2 separate regions of the Sus scrofa genome follow, and region 1 is linked to region 2. Evidence: chromatin contacts called from public HiChIP or PLAC-seq data. All regions are on one chromosome and are shown on one strand. The core of a region is the stretch at or near the end of the contact, and the rest is flanking DNA. Distances in the headings are between cores, read along the strand shown. Region 1 holds the start of LOC102159363 (putative uncharacterized protein FLJ38447). Region 2 holds the start of RNASEK (ribonuclease kappa).

What was found. HiChIP or PLAC-seq counts read pairs in DNA pulled down with a chosen protein or histone mark.
Region 1: a contact with region 2 is called in an H3K27ac HiChIP or PLAC-seq map of alveolar macrophages. The contact joins the promoter of LOC102159363 here to the promoter of RNASEK in region 2. A contact is called at or near these places in 1 of 47 Hi-C or Micro-C datasets (liver) and 1 of 2 datasets of contacts at active chromatin or transcription factors (alveolar macrophages).

Annotation. Positions count from the first base shown.
Region 1 is chr12:53,164,879-53,167,960 of Sscrofa11.1, forward strand. It overlaps LOC102159363 (putative uncharacterized protein FLJ38447), which reads right to left and starts at 1,540. Exons shown (of 2, transcript XM_005657036.3): 1 at 856-1,540; 2 at 1-758. The coding sequence starts at 1,363. The coding sequence ends at 703. It overlaps LOC100525078 (a long non-coding RNA gene), which reads left to right and starts at 1,230. Exons shown (of 3, transcript XR_002337363.1): 1 at 1,230-1,613.
Region 2 is chr12:52,415,050-52,418,370 of Sscrofa11.1, forward strand. RNASEK (ribonuclease kappa) reads left to right here and starts at 1,854. Exons shown (of 3, transcript XM_003358238.4): 1 at 1,854-2,303; 2 at 2,974-3,050. The coding sequence starts at 1,854.

The DNA.
Region 1 (3,082 bases), core at 290-2,789, 750 kb after region 2:
ACAATCTGATGCCTTTGCCAAATGCCTCTCTCTCCTATCTTTGGTAGGCCCTAATGAGGTGACTCAGATAAAAGCCCTTTGGACCTTCTCATGCCTGCCCTTACAGGCTGAAGGGTAATTCTGAAATGATGCAAAACGCCTAACCTCATAGTAGGGCTTCATCTTGATAATTTTAGGAACACAGTACTGGGAATGGGGAGACAGTAGGCATACTACTGGGGGTAGGGGATGGGGTGGGAAGGGGTTTGGTTGATTCTTCTCAGTTCTCTTAGGTGCTAGAGAAACGAGATTAACATGCACGAAAATCAGCCTCTTCTTAAAAATCATTGACACAGAATAGCTAAAATGGGACCTGTTGCTCCCGCACAGGAGAGCTGCCCTGGACAGAAGCAAAGTCGCAGCTAGGGAAACAGTCTGTCTTCTTCCCACGGGTACATCGACTGTTTGTATCATCCCTGGGCCACTTCATCCTGAATGTGCGAGGCTGGCACAGTCAGAAGATGGGGGCGATTCGTCTAGGAGCCTCCCCAGCTCAGTATCAACACCTCCCAGGGCGTTCCCTCCTGCCCTTGGCTCACCTCCCTCATCAGTGCCAATCCCGGATGTGAGGGGGGTAGTCTTGGCACCCGCTCCCTGTACTACAGCGGGGCCCTGAGAATGCAGCTCCCACCTTCCTTCTGCCACAGCTTCAGGGTTTCGCAGTTACAGCGCGCAGCGGGTCATGTGGGCCAAGTCCTTGATCTCCGGACAGTACAACACTGGGGGAAAGAAGGAGGGTTAGTGGCGGCGGAAGGATGCTGCCTACTCGGGCGTTCGGGGTCCTCTCCCGCCACAGCCACCCCGGCCGTCCCTCACCGTTGCAGGGCAGCGGGCGCCGCCAGCGGCGCGCGGGCGCCAGCACCTGGGTCCAGAGCCGCCGGAGCGCGCGCCACCCTGCGCTCCTAGGCTCCGCCCCCTTCTCGCTCCCCTCTTCCTCTTCCTCCGCCTCGCCGCTTTCCTGGACCCGGCCACCAGCCACAGCAGGTTCGCGCTCAGCCCGCGCCTTTGCCTCCAAGCGCGACCACAAGTCCTGGTCCAGGGCGACCTCCGTGACCCCGCCGCGCGGGAGCGGGGTGGGCGCGCGACAGAAGGGGCACGTGACGACGCGGCGCAGGCGCACCACGCGCGCGGCCGCCCCGCCGCTTTCGCCGCGCGCCGCCAGCTCGCGCAGACAGGCGGTGCAGAGCGTGTGGCCGCAGCGGGCCCGCGCCGTGCCGGGCAGGCGGCGGGGCGCACGGACCCCGAGGTTGAAAGGCCGGTAGCAGATGTTGCAGTCCAGTTCGCCCCGCTCCGGAAGAGACGGCACCCTCACCAGGAGCTGCATTGTGCCCGCCGCGAACTCGAGGGCGTCGCCAACGCGGCTGGCTCCTAGGACAGAACGAGCGGGCCCGTCCTGGGGCCCGCGCCGCGGCCTCTTCCCCCTTTTAATATTGAGAGCCCGCCCGTCGAGGCGTCACGCGAAGGTCGGGCCACTCCCCGCGGCGGCACGCGTGGGGGCGGCGGAGGTGCGAGGACCGGAATGCGGCCGATGGCAGAACGGGCGAGGCGACCCAAGTGGCGGCACGACTGGAGAGGTGGGAGGCACAGCACCCCACTCCCTCCACGCCTTCCTTTACCCCCCACGCAAAGCCAGGGCTCCTTCATCCTGTGTGCAAATCCCCAGCACCCTACCTGAGCCCTGGCCCGCGGCCGCTGACGCAGGGCTTCTCACGCTCTCCCATGACCCCACCCAAACATGCTTCCTAAGCCGGTGGTCCTGCCCGTTCTGCCCAGTCTTTAGTGGGCTCCTGGGCGTTTGAGCAGATGCTGCGCTCAGTTTTCCCCATTAGATTTGACCTCCTTGTGTTCTTGTAAGGCCGGCTTCCCAAATTTTATTTTCCTCAAACTCTCAACTCCCAGCTGACGTCTCAGCCCGTGGAAGGACCTAGATTCCAGGCCCGAGGCCCTAGGAATGCTGGGAATCCTCTCCTGCCTGCATAGCTAGGCCTGGTCACCCACACACCATGGTGGCTACAGCAAAGCAGCACAGCCTGAGTTCTGACTCAGAGGTCTGACTTCCCCCCACAGGTAAACAGGACATAGTACTCCCAGCCCACACTGCCTCGTGGTGCCACCCCCACCCTCCACTCCCCAGCCACCTCCTTGCCCTCCTCTCCCGGGCCTGCAGTCCTGAGTCTGTTGGGAAGGTTTATAGCGCAGACTCTAGACCCAGGTTACCCGTTGTGATACCTTGAGCAGGTTTCTTAACTTCTCCGGGCTTTGGTTTCCTCATCTGCATAAAATGTGGTTGATGATAGGATTGAATCAGCTCTGTATGTAAGGTGCTTAGAGTGATGCCTGCCACACAGTTAACACCGCATATTGGCTATTACCCTGTGTCCCAGCCTATGTTGTGTTCACTTTAACTTCTCGGTACCCAACATTTTCAACACCCATCTCTTTTGGTCAATACAAAATGGGCTTTTCCACACCCATGGCGTTTACTGGCTTTAACAGGCAATGTAAAGCTGGTTTTTATTTTATTTTTTTGCTTTTTTTTTGGGGGGGGGGGCACACTCACGGCACATGGAGGTTCCGAGGCTAGGGGTCCAATTGGAGCTGTAGCTGCCAGCCTGTGCCACAGCCACAGCAACGTCAGGTCCAAGCTGTGTCGGCCACCTACACCACAGCTCACAGCAGCGCCAGATCCTTCACCCACTGAACGAGGCTGGGGATCGAACCTTCATCCTCATGGATGCTAATCAGATTCATTTCTGCTAAGCCATGATGGGAACTCCCCTAAAGCTGGTTTTTAAAACTAGATTCTTAAAGCCTTTGAGTTTAATCTTTTGTGAGGAGGTGTACCATTATGTTTAATTATTCTATATCTTTTCAGGACTTCTAATCATACTGTCTTTCTGGTCACTTGGGGGAAGCTAGCTACTTATTCCATGATGCTGTCATAATTCAAAACTTTTGAGGAGAAGTTCTCTTTGCATTGGTGCTTCAAGATCGCCTCACATTTTTTGATTTCTTTAGTTGATTAAGTCATAATCGTTTAAGG
Region 2 (3,321 bases), core at 604-3,103:
CCTTGCTCAGTGGGTTAAGGATCCAGCATTGCTGTGAGCTGTGGTGTAGGTCACAGACATGGCTCGGATCTGACATTGCCGTGGCTCTGGCATAGGCTGGCAGCAATAGCTCCCATTAGACCCCTAGCCTGAGAACCTCCATATGCTGCGGGTGCAGCCCTAAATGGACAAAATACAAAAATAAACATAAAAATAAATAAAATAAAATGCAGAAAAACAAAAACCTGTGCCTTTGCTAAATGGAAGCACAGGCTGCAGGCTGGATTTGGCCCTCAAGGGCGGTATCTGCCCAAGGGTGACCTGCAGGAGCCTGAGGAATTGACTGTACTTGCAAAACATCCAGAGAATGCTGGGCGGCTGGGTTGGAGACAGGGAAGGTTTCTTGGAGAAGCTCAACCAATTCTCCTTTCCCAGGAGCTTGACTTCATGCTTGGTGACCAGCTCAAAAATTCCTGACTCTTCTTTTTTTTTTTGCCTTTTTTGCCATTTCTTGGGCCGCTCTCGCAGCATATGGAGGTTCCCAGGCTAGGGGTCTAATCGGAGCTGTAGCCGCCATCCTACACCAGAGCCACAGCAACGCAGGATCCGAGCCACGTCTGCAACCTACACCACAGCTCTCGGCAACGCCGGATCCTTAACCCACTGAGTGAGGCCAGGGATCGAACCCGCAACCTCATGGTTCCTAGTCGGATTTGTTAACCACTGCGCCATGACGGGAACTCCTCCTGACTCTTCTTTGGCAGCTTTCCTTCCTCCCCTTCATCTCCTATTCACACACCTACCCCCAAAGTCCCTGAACGAGAATGGTGCTCCCAAGGCAGAATAAAAACCTTCACCGCACAAGGGCTTCCCCCCATACAGTCTCAAACAAAAGAGACACAATTCACGTCTGAAGGTCATTTGCCAGCCTCTGCAGTACCCCAGGGCCTCTATTTTTCCCACGTTGCAAGTTCTCTGTCATGACCCTTCTAAGAACAATATGCACAAAATACATGGAAAAATAACACAAATGTATGCTAACCACTGACAGTGTTTGGCTCTGGGGTCTTGGGATCAAAATGACCCTTCTCAATTATGCTAAGATCACCGTCCTGACTAGAATGCATATGACAAGCTCAGCGCAAAACTGTGTTCTTCAAACACCACTATTGCCCTGAATAATATTACGGATCATCGTCTTTCACCAGCAAAGTATACAAACTTATCCTTTGGAGAATATGATCTATTCATAGTTTCAAAATCTTGTGCCTTGCCTTGCTCAAAGGATTTATGATCCGTTTTCTTAGTTTACGGCAGGGAAGCAAAGCGACATTTTTGTGGACTTACTCCTTGCTCCAGCACATCTGGCAGGACCACTCACCTTAACAACTTGTTCACTGAGTCTGCTTTCCCTGGACTTTTCCTAACGCCCGTATTTTTCCTGGACTTGGCATCCAAAACGCTTCAGTAGTCCATGCTTGGTAACAAAACGCTACCTAAGTATTTCCAGCGCCAAGAACCCTCAGCAATCTTAAGGCGCTCTTGCCACAGCAAGTAGGCTTGGGCTTGGGAGGGGGCTCCTGCCTCCTTTTCCTGGGTCAGGACGTCTATTTTAAAAGGTAGGGATGCGTAGAGAGGAGATACAGAGGTTCTCCCTCCGTTTAAATCTCTGTCTCTACTTACCACGCCCCCTTCAGGATACCACCCGTGACTATGGTATCTGAAAGAAAAATCAGATAACTTCAGTCCTCTGCCCCTAAGAGCCCATCGCCAAGGTCACCTGGGTCTCCGGCAGAGCTTAAACTCTTTCCCGAGGCCGAGCTACGGCTTCCTCCTCTTCATTTGCTGTGCCAGCTTTGGTCACGTGACACGATAGCCCCTCCCATTCATCCTGGAGAGGCGGGGGGGACGCCAAGAAGACGGGGGCCTTTACTCCAGCCTACTCTCACTTCAGCTACGTAGGGGTCAACAGAGGATTCCTAAAGGGCTGCTACGGTTCCAGACACACCGTCTGTTCCCGCCAAAGTCCGGGGGGATCCGGAAGCGCCAACATTCTCCGCTTGGCGCCCCCCACACACACCCAAGATGGTTGGATCCTGAGGCCCCGCCCCCTCAGCCGCCCTACCTGCTCTCGGTCCTCTGCGGCGCGAGCCCCCAAGTCCTGCTCGCTTTCCCCCAGCTCATCGGCCTCCTCCTGCCGCCTTTCTACCTGGCCCACCTCTAGGCGATCCCCGACTCCCTTCTTCATGGCGTCGCTTCTGTGCTGTGGGCCCAAGCTGGCCGCCTGCGGCATCGTCCTTAGCGCCTGGGGAGTGATCATGTTGGTGAGGGGACTGCCCGGCGAGAACCGGAGAGAGGGCCTGAGGGGCCCTGTTGCTGGAGGGCTGGAGGCTAGGAGACTTCAGGCCTTGGAAAGCAGCAGGCAGGCTGGAGGGGGTGGTTGATTAGCCGCTGGAGAACGAGAAAGAACTGAATTGAAAAATGGAGAACTGGGAGGGGGGAAAGGGGCGAGGGGAGCTGGAGCTTGGAATGGGAGCCGGGGATGGTACATTTGGAGACCCCTCAGGGTAAGAAGAAGAGCTGGGTTCTTGAGAGATCCTTGAGCTGAATGGAGGGCATTGGGAAAGGGAGCGCTTGGTCCCGAGAGGGGTAGCTGGGCCTTGTTTCTCGCCCCACTTGAGGAAGAAATATGGAGAAGTGCCGATTCCCCTTGACCTCCTCCGCGCTGTCCCATGATAATGACGCCTCCAGAGAGAAGGATAATCTGGGTCCCTCACTCTTCCTGCCCTTGCCCCAGCAAAGTCTTCTTTATGTCACACTCACACCCTATTCCGGGTGACTGGAGCCCAAATCCGGCAACAACCATCCCTAATCCCAGGTCGTTTTGGTAATTCCCAAACCCAGATGTTGTGGCAACATTCAAAGTGGGAGGAGTTTAGGCGGTGACCCGTCAGGTACCTGAGGTTCAACAAGCTACCCTTTTCCTTTTTTCAGATAATGCTCGGAATCTTTTTCAATGTCCACTCTGCTGTGCTCATTGAAGACGTTCCTTTCACGGAGAAAGATTTTGAGTAAGTGGAGAGGCGGCAGCGGAAATGGTCAGAATTATGGGTGGGGAAACTGCAGAAAGTGGGATGCTTGGGGCCAGGAGGCCAGGGAACTGGGTGCGGAGAGTTGCTCTCTTTGGCACACAGGAGCAGTTTTGGGTCAGACCTCAGCGACCATACTAAACCCACCACTTTGGGGCGGCTTCTTTAGTTAGGCATTTTATTTTTCTGGGCCTCCGTCCACCTCTGCAAAGTGGATACTATACTAGAACTCACCCCATAGGGTTATGAAGAT